3 separate regions of the Mus musculus genome follow, and all the other regions are linked to region 1. Evidence: chromatin contacts called from public promoter capture Hi-C data. All regions are on one chromosome and are shown on one strand. The core of a region is the stretch at or near the end of the contact, and the rest is flanking DNA. Distances in the headings are between cores, read along the strand shown.

Evidence for each region. Capture Hi-C pulls out chosen DNA fragments and counts their contacts.
Region 2: a contact with region 1 is called in a promoter capture Hi-C map of adipose tissue. The contact joins two enhancer-like sites. A contact is called at or near these places in 6 of 484 Hi-C or Micro-C datasets (the C2C12 cell line, the HL-1 cell line, the N1E-115 cell line and 3 more), 10 of 115 datasets of contacts at active chromatin or transcription factors (bone marrow-derived macrophages, craniofacial prominence, embryonic stem cells and 6 more) and 3 of 9 other capture datasets (adipose tissue, liver and pancreatic islet).
Region 3: a promoter capture Hi-C map of liver shows a contact between it and region 1, with 2.6 times the contacts expected there. The contact joins two enhancer-like sites. A contact is called at or near these places in 5 of 484 Hi-C or Micro-C datasets (CD8 T cells, the HL-1 cell line, Th1 cells and 2 more), 5 of 115 datasets of contacts at active chromatin or transcription factors (embryonic stem cells, heart atrium, kidney and 2 more) and 3 of 9 other capture datasets (adipose tissue, liver and pancreatic islet).

The regions. Positions count from the first base shown.
Region 1 is chr13:63,277,093-63,280,531 of GRCm38.p6, forward strand. All of the region lies in intron 13 of Aopep (aminopeptidase O), which reads left to right. Among named protein-coding and RNA genes, the nearest start is that of Gm16907, 18 kb to the right of the region's middle. Within about 2 kb of position 1,934, at least 194 of the 459 cell types and tissues checked have an H3K27ac peak or open chromatin away from gene starts, as enhancers often do. A contact at or near this core is called in the C2C12 cell line, the N1E-115 cell line, adipose tissue and 8 more, where this site is marked.
Region 2 is chr13:63,110,831-63,114,269 of GRCm38.p6, forward strand. The region is part of intron 5 of Aopep (aminopeptidase O); the gene reads left to right. Among named protein-coding and RNA genes, the nearest start is that of Gm46422, 18 kb to the left of the region's middle. Within about 2 kb of position 1,806, at least 122 of the 459 cell types and tissues checked have an H3K27ac peak or open chromatin away from gene starts, as enhancers often do. A contact at or near this core is called in the C2C12 cell line, the N1E-115 cell line, adipose tissue and 6 more, where this site is marked.
Region 3 is chr13:63,133,764-63,137,202 of GRCm38.p6, forward strand. All of the region lies in intron 5 of Aopep (aminopeptidase O), which reads left to right. Gm30409 (a long non-coding RNA gene) reads left to right here. Exons shown (of 2, transcript XR_003950671.1): 1 at 1-314; 2 at 547-750. Among named protein-coding and RNA genes, the nearest start is that of Gm30409, 3.2 kb to the left of the region's middle. Within about 2 kb of position 1,503, at least 29 of the 459 cell types and tissues checked have an H3K27ac peak or open chromatin away from gene starts, as enhancers often do. A contact at or near this core is called in liver and pancreatic cancer cells, where this site is marked.

The sequences.
Region 1 (3,439 bases), core at 684-3,183:
GGAAGATAGCCTGTAGCGCTCTGGGACTTCTTGTTTGAATCGGTTCTTCCCAGAAGAGTGAAGTAGTGGGAGTGTACCCCTCTGTCCCATCACTGTGGACCTGGTAGATTCTAGGCAGGCAGATGAGAAAACTTCAAATGTTTCTTGTAAAGTCCTTGGAAAATTTTAATTTGAGCATTTAGCTTAATTTAGTTTCTGAAATACACAGTGGCATAAAATAGTAGTAGACACATGGTGGTAGGACCCAGCTGGCCCCAATGCTCTGGTTTCCTGCAGTTCACAGGATATGCTTGATGTCACATTGCTCGAAGCATGGGTAATACTTCTAACAAAGGTTCAAATAATAACACATTTTACAATTTGACGCTCCCACTTGGAAGCATGGTGATTCTCTGTGCCACAGCCTACTTTAGCTCCCACCTGTTCTTGGCGGCTATCATGCTCTTTCATCCTGTGGTAGCAGTTTGGAGGGGCTGTGATCAAACGATGACTTACAAGTTCACATATCTCAAGCTATTAGTAACGTGTCTCAAACATCTAATGCCATGGATTCTGTGAATATTTGTTGCTGCAGTGGTCATTGCAGAGTGTAGCTCTGAAGATGCTTGGTAGCCAAAAGAAACTGACACTACTAGGAGGGTTGCCTGCCTGGTGGTGAGTTCTATAATTTGAAAAGAAAATATTTTCACTCTTCATTATTTGATAACCTTCATTTGCTAGCAACCTCCATTTTTACCCTCAAAATAATGCAAACAAGATTCACATTCAGTGTTCTAGCTAGTCTTAGGTTTAGGCAGTTCTTTAAAGTTCGATTAAAACAAAAACCGATGTGGAGAACCATTTTTCTGCTGCCTCCAGCAGCAGCAGCAGCAGCAGCAGCAGCAGCAGCAGCAGCAGCAGCAGCAGCAGCAGCAGCAGCTGTTTCTCTTTAAGTTTCTAATGCGTGGAAGGCACTTTAGTTCTGTCCGGAGGTCCCACAGACATTACCCATGAACGAAGAGCAGGCTTAATACGCCTACCCTGCCTGTTGTGTGAATCCCAACAGGAAAGGAAGCCCTTTCCTGACAGGCAGAGAAGACCATGGCTTCCTTTGGCTCCTGTTTCTGTTTCTCTCTGGATCCTGAGGAAATAGAAGTTCCTGCTCTTGTTTGGGGAACTTCTCTCCATGGTATCCTTATCTCACGCTATCGGCAAGAATCTTATAAGTGAAAATTCACTCAATGGAGTTTTATTTTAAGTCTCAGAGTGGTGCCTGTCTTCCTTCCGTCCACATGTGTCCTTTACCTGTGGCAGGCAGCCATGGACCTGAGTGGGTGGCCTTCAGGCCTGCAGGGTAGTGGTTGTGCTTCCTGGAGAAGGTAGCAAGGAATTTTCCAGATTCAGAGTACCTTATACAATGAAAGGTGTTTTATATCCGTGAGGTCACCCTTCACCTTCTGCACATGACTCTCAGAGGTCAGCGGCATTCTGCCCTGGCCCCTGGCCCCTGTTTGGGTTGAATTCCAGCCAACAAGTCTCCAGCCTACAGGAGAATTTGAGATTTTTCTCCCTCCCTCATTTCTTCTGTTTTGTTCTGTGTAAACAGTTCCTGCCAAAGTAACATAGACAAATATAGCAGAGAATGCTTTTCTGGAAGATGCATGCTCCCAAAGCATTTTTTAACCATTTTTGGGAAGAATTGATCGTTCTGTGCGTTTCAGACAGACTGAAAGAGGCGGGGAGGCTGTTGCTATAATGGAAGTGACATCATACATTATTGCCCCATTGATCCGCTTTTAGTCTCCAGCCAGGATAAAAGGAAATGGCACCAGGGAGGAAGCATGCTTCATTTAGGCTCAGATCCCAGAGTGATAATGGGGTAATAATAGAACTCACGCCACTGTCAGTCTGTGGCTGCATTAGTCTCAGGCTCTCTCCGTCTGGAGCCACACTGACTTCCTTCCCCATACAGCCACTGCTGTGCGCCAGCTGGGCGGCCAGGGAGGGGCTCAAGGGCTCCCCTTGGCCTTCAAGGCATGCCAGCTGCAGTCCTGATGTTTGTGCCTGGGGAAGCTTCGTGGTGAGACTTGTCTTGTCTGTGGCATTCCTAATCCGGGAGGTAAGTCTGCTCTTCTGCATTGTGTTGTGCTAATGGAAGAGAAAGCAGGGGCTGCAGTTGTGTGGATGGATTGTCCTCTGGGAGGGAGCTCAGAGTGACATCCATCCCTGCCCCCACCCACTCCCACCCCTGACTCCTGTAAAGACACTCGGGCTCCTACAAGAGCCCAGGGTTGGTTTTCTTTGTGCTGCTTTTACATGGGTCAGGGCTGGGGGTTAGAAATTTCACACTTTCTCTTCAAGAAACTTTAAAACTTCAGACTTGTGCCGCTTTCCTCAATTTCTAAGTCGTGAGGGTGGGGGCAAACGAAGTTAACTTTTTTCTTTGTGTATTTCTTCAAAATTAACAACTATGAAATCTTAAGTGTTAATGGCAAGAGTACAGATTTCCACCGTCGTTAATAACGCTTGCACTTGATTTGCTTCCCGTTACATACTGCTCCGTGTGTTCATTTGAGTAAGTTTTACAGGGCTGTGCTGTTGATTTTAAGTACCTATCTGATTTGGGCAGCTCATAGCCTTATTTTGTCTTGCGTTTCCAAGGCAGATGCATTTTTGCAAGGCCTTCTCTACGGGAAATAATAACATATATCATTGTTTATGAAAAGAAAGAATTTTCTCTCCTTTTGCAACTGAATGGTGGGTGTCAGTCTCACAGCAGGCTGGTCTTGTAATATATCACGCCGGCTTCCCTGGGGCCCGGATGCTCAGGGACACTGCTGTTTTTTCTTGATGACTCCATAGTACATCTGACACCCTCTGTGTCCCTTGCAGTACCTCCGTGATAGCACACAGATGGACCCAAAGTTATGTGAAAGTTCATTTGACTTCCCTGTGAGTGGAAGTGGGATGTCTCCTGTGCCTGCTGCCAGGACAGCCCACTGGCGGCACAGCACTGCCTCCCAGCACATTTGCAAGTACTTGAGATCGTTCAGTCACTTTGCAAGCATTTATCGTGTATTATTTCTTTTCTGCTGTAGGGTGGCTCGACAGGGAGCAAATATGTATTTTACAAAGACGTTCACTCTATTAAAATATTTTTCCTTTAACATATCCTCTTTTCAAGTCTTTAATCCTTTTTTTGTGATATAATATTTACTTGTGAATGAATGATAGTTTTATTAAATGTGGCTGAAAACAGCATTAGGTCACAGATTTGTCTTTCTTCATTGTTTAGAGACTACATTTTCCCATGGATTGGAGAACCAGGTGGCGATAGGTTGTTTACTAACAGAGTGCTTCCTCTCAGTCCATTCTACAAAGACCAGACTAGCACAGTTCTTCCCGCATTAGGAAGGAATGTTCAGCATGGCTGTGCCTTGTGTCCTGCCTGCCTCTGAAC
Region 2 (3,439 bases), core at 556-3,055, 170 kb before region 1:
TATTCTATCCAGCTAGAAGATGCAAGGAGCTTGCATTGCCTGTCCTTAGGAGGTTCTCTAAGCTGCTGTAGAATATTTGTCCATTTGTTTTGGTGTTTCTGGAGGTTGAACCTAGGGCTTCAGGCACTCTAAGCGAGCTAACAATGAGCCAAGGCCTCAGAGTAAATACCCTGCCAGTACTTTGGCTTATTCAGTCTTAGTGCTACTTAGCTGCAAGGGAGGCTGGAAGATGAGTGAGGTTGCAAGAGAGGCTGCAGTGTGAGTCCATGAAACTTGGAAGTACTAAGGCATTACAGGGAAACAGCTGGACTCTGGTGAGAACAGTTTCAGTGCAGAGAGCAGATGGCTAAACCAGTTCTTGCATCTTCTGTGTGCTCAGTGGGATAAGCAGAGAAAGCAGAAAACAAGACAATCATTGTCTTTATTCTAAGGAAATTTATAATTTGAGGTGGATAGGCAATAAACAAGAGAACAAGTAACTGAACAAGGGCTCAATGAGAAAATAGCAGGTGCTTATAGAAAATAAGTCTCATGGCTTTCCCTGGATCAAAACCAGTTGGTGCATTGAACATCACTAGAGTTGCTTATTCGTGTGTTAGGAGTGCAGTTTTCAGCAGAGCTGTCTGCTTTTGGACTGTGCCTTTTGCTTTGGGGGATAAAAATACACTAAAATTGTTTTTGCTGGGCCATTCATGAGGTCTATTTACATTGGGGAATTGTAGCCAGGCATTTCTATAAAGTTTTTTATCTGGGCATGTTTATGTTAGGTTTTGTTTATGTAATATAAATGCACGTTTTCGGCAGCCATTGATTTAAACATGTGAAGGTCATTATGAAAAGTGTTGTTAGTAATAGAGGAGACTCCCAGTGGCATGTGTTTAATGAAGCAGCATGATTTGTAAAATATCCTGAGAAATGTTAATGTTTTGGATTCTTTCCCAAGGGAGGACTTTTTATTTTCTTCCACTCTGTATGCAATGGTCTTTGATTTTATAGTAGTCTGCCGTAGTATCAGACTTTTGCAGAGAACTTTTTGTTTGTTTTAAACAAAGAGCCATCGGTGACACTTACTTGGCTGTGGTTTAATGCTCTTGGTAGTAGTTCACAACTATCTCTGCAGTCTTGGACTGAAGTGGTTGAGGGCTAGAGGGAGACTGTTCCATGGCTGTGTTGACTCACCTTAGTGATTTTCTGGGGACTTGCTACAATTTTCAGCAATTTAGATCTGTAGTTTATCATCTCGGTTATGGTGAAGACCAAAGTCTGGAGAAGAGAAAAGTCCTTAGATAAGTCTTAGGACTGTCCCTGGCTTTTACACGTGAGCAGCATGAATCAGCAGCAGGAAACTGTGCACTGACAACATATTCAAGCCAAACCAGGACTTGGGGGAAAACAGGAAATTTGACCAAATGTCTCTGCCTAGTAACAGGTTCTGTGTGTCTTTGTTAAGATCATCACAGCTTGTTTTAATTCTCTTTAACTTCCTCTCCAAATTCTGATGCTCTGTTTCTGTACAGTTTCTGTGTATCCTTCATTTAATAAGCACTGTGCTTTAAACAGACTGCTTTTCTGTAATAGAGGAATTTCAAGCGGAGGGAATCTATTATGGAATTGAAATGTGTCTTAGTCCATAGGCACTTTGGTGTTAATAAGTTGCTAATTAATAAGCAAAGCTTTGGCCATCATGGTGGCTAAACAGCCTCTAAGCCCGCTGACTGGTAGCATGGCTTGATGCTGTGCACAGTGGCAATGCCTGGGCTGAACACTTTTGATGCGCTTCACACTGTCTTCCTTTACACTTGGACTTTTGTTGTCACTTTAAGAAACTGTTCCTGTTTAATCCGGGACAGCTGTGTACAGTTGAGAATGTGTGCCTTGGTTCTCACAGAAATCTGACCTAACAGACAGCTGTTGGAACTCCTATATGAAAATCTCTTCTAGACAGTTTGTGCTACTGCTGGACACTTTCCAACCACAGATTCTACTTGATAATAACCACCTTGAGGGTGCAAACCAGCAGAGCCGTGCTTCAGCCCGCTGCCTAGAGGAAGATGGCTGATATTGCACATTTTACATTTACAGGTTAGGGCCGGTGCAAATCACCACGTAGTTGGAAAGTAAGAAACCATAAGTCCATAGACAGAAATCCTTCGGCATGGTAATCTCTACTTTCTTTGCCATGTAACTGGACCATAGCAGGAAACCACTGGCTATGAAGCAAGAAGCTGCCTGAACCAGGCAGCCCAGCTACACAAAGAACCATGTGGCTCAAGAGAGGATCTGGACACAGAATCCATTTTAAAGTTTCCAAAATGAATGTCAGGAAGCACAGTCACTGGAATGAGCTCACTGGCGTGTTTTATTTTGAGAAATGTGGGGCATGCCCATTATGAAATGGGAACCTGAAATGTGATCCATCCATCTTAACCAGCCCAGGGCTTTATTCAATTCTTCAAGCCTTAATCCTGTTAGCTCCACGCACAAAGGAAGCGCAGGGCTCCTCTCTGATGACTCTCCCCAGGCCTCCTGGCATCTGCAAACCACATTTTGAATTTTACAAATGAAGCTTATTATTTGATTATCAATGTGAGTAGCCGTGGTGAGGCCGCTTTCTAGATGAATATTCTAGACTGTGTACTTTGAGAAGAAGCCTTAGAAGATGATGGTTTCAGTAACTTCCTAGAATTGGAGGATTTTTTTTTTAAAGGAAACTTATTTGACTAAGTGAATTTTAGTGTGAAGCACATCAAATGAATGACTTTAAACCCTAATTTTTGGTTTTCAAATAAAAGCTATTTGTTGATTTAAAATGTAACCAGCACCATTTATAGCTTTTTTTTAATACTGTATTTTAAAAAGTATGTGCTTAAGGGGTTTTGAAGAGTTTAATGATTCATAATGAGATTATAAAATGAAAAGTTTTGGTTTTTTTTTTTTTTAAGTTACTTTCTCCAAGTAATTCAGAAGGCTAGTGTGAAATTCTTTAGACTTGCTCATGGCTGTAGATCCTTTGGCTGTAGATCTAACCCAGCAAACGTTGAGATCTGCTTCCGATGCTGCTGGGAGCTAATCCACTGAAGTGAACATGAGCTAATGACACATTAGGCCAAATTCTATTATCTGCTTTTCAGCCGGCTGCTGCAGTTTGATTAAATTTAGTTCTGAGGGCTCAGCTTTGAAACAGCCAAGGGCTCTTCATTGGACTTAACAAAAACTTTCCCCCAGATCTGAATTATTTTAAACCTCCTTTGCTTAGGGGACAGCAGCCATTTCTTTCTGTGCATCAGGAAGTGTTTACTTCCCTTCTGGTTAGAAGCTTTGGCTCTTCCAGGTACTGGGCTGACAGTACTGCAGCGTCTCCATGCCGCTGTGGCCTAGACCTTGTAGTCATTTGGTTTATGTAATAGTCTCACAGGGTGTTTGCTTTTAGAGGTCATAT
Region 3 (3,439 bases), core at 253-2,752, 140 kb before region 1:
CACATGGAGTCCTGTTGCCACAGGAGTGGTCACTAAATGATGAGATTCAATGAGACATAAGAGCCAAATGCAGATGACATTCTAAAGTAAGCTTCAGAGTTCTAAACCTCACACTGCTTGAATTCCAACCTAACCATTTCCTCGTTAAAGCAACATGTTAAGTTGAATTTAGTCCAGAGCAGAGATGTGGTGCTCTGTTTAATGTATGCTGCCTTTCTTAGCAAGTGTGTAGATTTGTGTGAACTCTCTGGAATAGCCAGTGTGGTATACCATCCTTTGGCTGTGAGGGCTCAGAAGGGCTAGTTGATCCCAAGGTAGGTGTTCACTTGAGTGGCTCTGACCTTCAGATGGAGGCACCTCTTGGCCACCAGCAGTGGGTCCTTTATTCTCTCTGTAAAGTAAGTCTGTTGCCTCAGAGAAGGTGATAGAAAACCTTTGTGGCAGCTAAATTATGTGACTCCTGTGAACTTCCAGTAACACTGAATTAATAGTGACACCCTCTTTCTAGCACACGGGAGAATGAAATTTGGCTTCTTCACATTTCAGGTTCAGAGGTCAAAGCAGCCTAACGGGAGCCCATGGTACCTGACTGGGAGAGATGCTGAGCAACTGTTCTCTTCATCTCTGAGTTAGTGTCCCTCTCTCAGGACAGCAGCAGCAGCAGTTTCTCCATCACTGATTGGCCCCTCTGCCTCTCCTTATGTGACTGAAATGTTTGATGGTAGTCCAATAGATTTTAGCAAAACTATGGTCCTTTGTTGTTGTGGGGTTTTTTGTTGTTGTTGTTGTTGGGTTTTTTGTTTGTTTGTTTTGTTTTTTGGTTTTTCAAGACAGGGTTTCTCTGTATAGCCCTGGCTGTCCTGGAACTCACTTTGTAGACCAGGCTGGCCTCAAACTCAGAAATCCGCCTGACTCTGCCTCCTGAGTGCTGGGATCAAAGGCGTGCGCCATCACTGCCCGGCCAAAACTATGGTCTTAGGATGAGCAACTAATACCAGTAAGTCTCTGAACCTTTTGGGGACACTTTTGTCCTCAAGTGACTTCATTTCAGCCTTGATTGGCAAGGGTAGACAATCCAAATGTCATCTATATTGGGCTGAGACACTATTTTGAATTCTGTATATGTCTCAGATTCTAAGAACTGACTTTAAGCAGAATCATGTGGCTTTGCACTAAAGACACAGCTGAGTCATAGGAAAGCAGGACATGAGGACATGTCCTCACAGTAACTGGACACGGGCCACCCTGCCTGCTTATCAGACCTTGGCAACCGTGAACCCTGTGACAGTTGCCATTCGGGTTCCTATTTCTAACTCATGCAAAAGTGAGTAAATACTATGAAATGCCACATTAGCATATGGTTAGGTGGGAAACCTGAGAACAATTAAGTAGAATGTGGTCCTGCATAATCAGTTACTCATGTGGAGTGGCTAGGGTTGGGACATCTTCCAGCTTCTAGTGGAAAAAGACCAAACAAGCAAAGTCAAGCACCTCGGTGTTTCAAGTTAACAGAGGACAGGTGTGCCCTCTGTGCCCTGCTCCCATGCACTGTGTGCTGCAGGCTGCTGTAGTGCAGAACTGGCACTGGAGCTCTGAGTCCCGCAGGCCCCTCCTCTGGCCCAGGGCTTCTGGATGTCAGTGTGTCTGAGAGAGGTGCACTGTTGATTCTTAAGACCCCTGCTGCTTCTCAGTACCTCACGAACCAATCATTAGCCACCAGAAAAACAGGCCAAGAAGTCAGCAGTGAAAGCCTCACTTCTGTACTTTTTCAAAGTGCTTAAACTTCTAACTTGATCTTACATATATTTATCAATTTGTTGTGGGAGGCATATGTGTATGTTGAGATCAGAGGACAACTTTGGGGTTGTTCATTTCTCTCCTACCATGTGGATCCTAGGGATCAAACTCAAGCAATAAGTACCTTTATCAGCTGAGCCATCTTGCCAGCTCTGCTCTTAGCTGTAAAGCATGCTAAATTTTAATGTTTCCATAAGTCATCTAAAGATCCTGCTGAAATGCAGATTCTGGTCCAACATTTGGGGGCTAGGGCTGGGGTTCTTCTATGATTGTAAGCACCTGTGAGTTCAGAACCTCCCCTCGACATGTGTTCAAGCTCTCCAAAGACCCAACTCATTTCTCCATAAGTGTGTGATCGCCATTTCTTGCACACATTCTTGCATTCTTGGCGTGGGGTACAGACGCTGAGGAAGCCTCAGTGTGAGCAGTGTCCAGAAGGTAGGAAGGACACTCCCAAGGCTGCCTGCATCTTCCTTTCTCCGGTTATAGGATGGTGACAGGGTAAAGTATAGCGACTGGTTATCCTCTTCTAACACGCGTTCATCGAGGACTAGACACAGGAAAGTACTGTGTCCAAAAGACAGATGGGAAACAAAATTTTCACACACATGCAGCTGTTGCCTACAGTCAGTCATGGGGGCAGAACAGCGTCTGACAAATGTGCAGCTCCCCACACACTCCAGCCACCTGTTTACAGCACTTAGTTCAGATAGATCCATTGCAATCCAAGTAGGTAAACGTTTAAAATATCTGGACCCATTTCCCTTTTCTTTGTCCAAAATAGTTCTCTCTTCTGTACCTTTAGTTTTATGTCCATAAACCCAGATGAATGCCTTTCTCTAAAAGAAAAGAAGGTGAAATAGGCTGATCTGACTGGAGGAAGTCTCACAAGACACACATGAATCCACTGGTATGGAAGAGTCTTGTGTCTGGAGATGCTTCCTGCTTCCCTGAGGAGTGCTCCTAATTTTCATTTCAGGGAAGGAAAACAGAGACCCCAAGGGTTAAGCCCAGGCCTGAGATGATGCATTAGAACGAACCTACAGCAGACCCACTAGTTCTTCAGCAATTATGATATGTGTCCTCTAGGGTCCTGGGCATCATTTGAAGCAGTTTTCTTTTTTAATTAAAAATAGTACAACTATTATTGCCAGGGGAACAAGTATATACAGAGACCAGAGGAAAACTTTGTGGAGTTGGTCCTCTCCTTCCACCTTTGTATGACTCCAGAGATCAAACTTGGATGGCCAGACTTGCTGGCCTTTACCCAATGAGGCATCTCACTGGGCCTTGTAATCATTTTTAAAAAGCAAAACAAACCAACACAACACAGGCAGATTGTGTAAACTCTGAGCCTCATTGTGCCTGCTCTGCTCTTTCCTTCAGTCTTTGTTAGAAATACACCTAGGTGGCGCTGCTCACCTTATTTGGGAACTGGAAGCATGAGGATCAGGAGTTCAAGGCCAGCCTGAGCCATATGAAACTTTTCTTCAAAGAAACAAAAGTAAATAAGAAGGTGCCTCTGTCTGTGTATGTCATACCTCTAAGAATTATATTCTGGCCTGTCAGGGTAGCATACACCTTCTAGCACTCAAGAGGTAGAGGTAGGAGGATCCAAACTTAAACGTCAGCCTCAGCTACA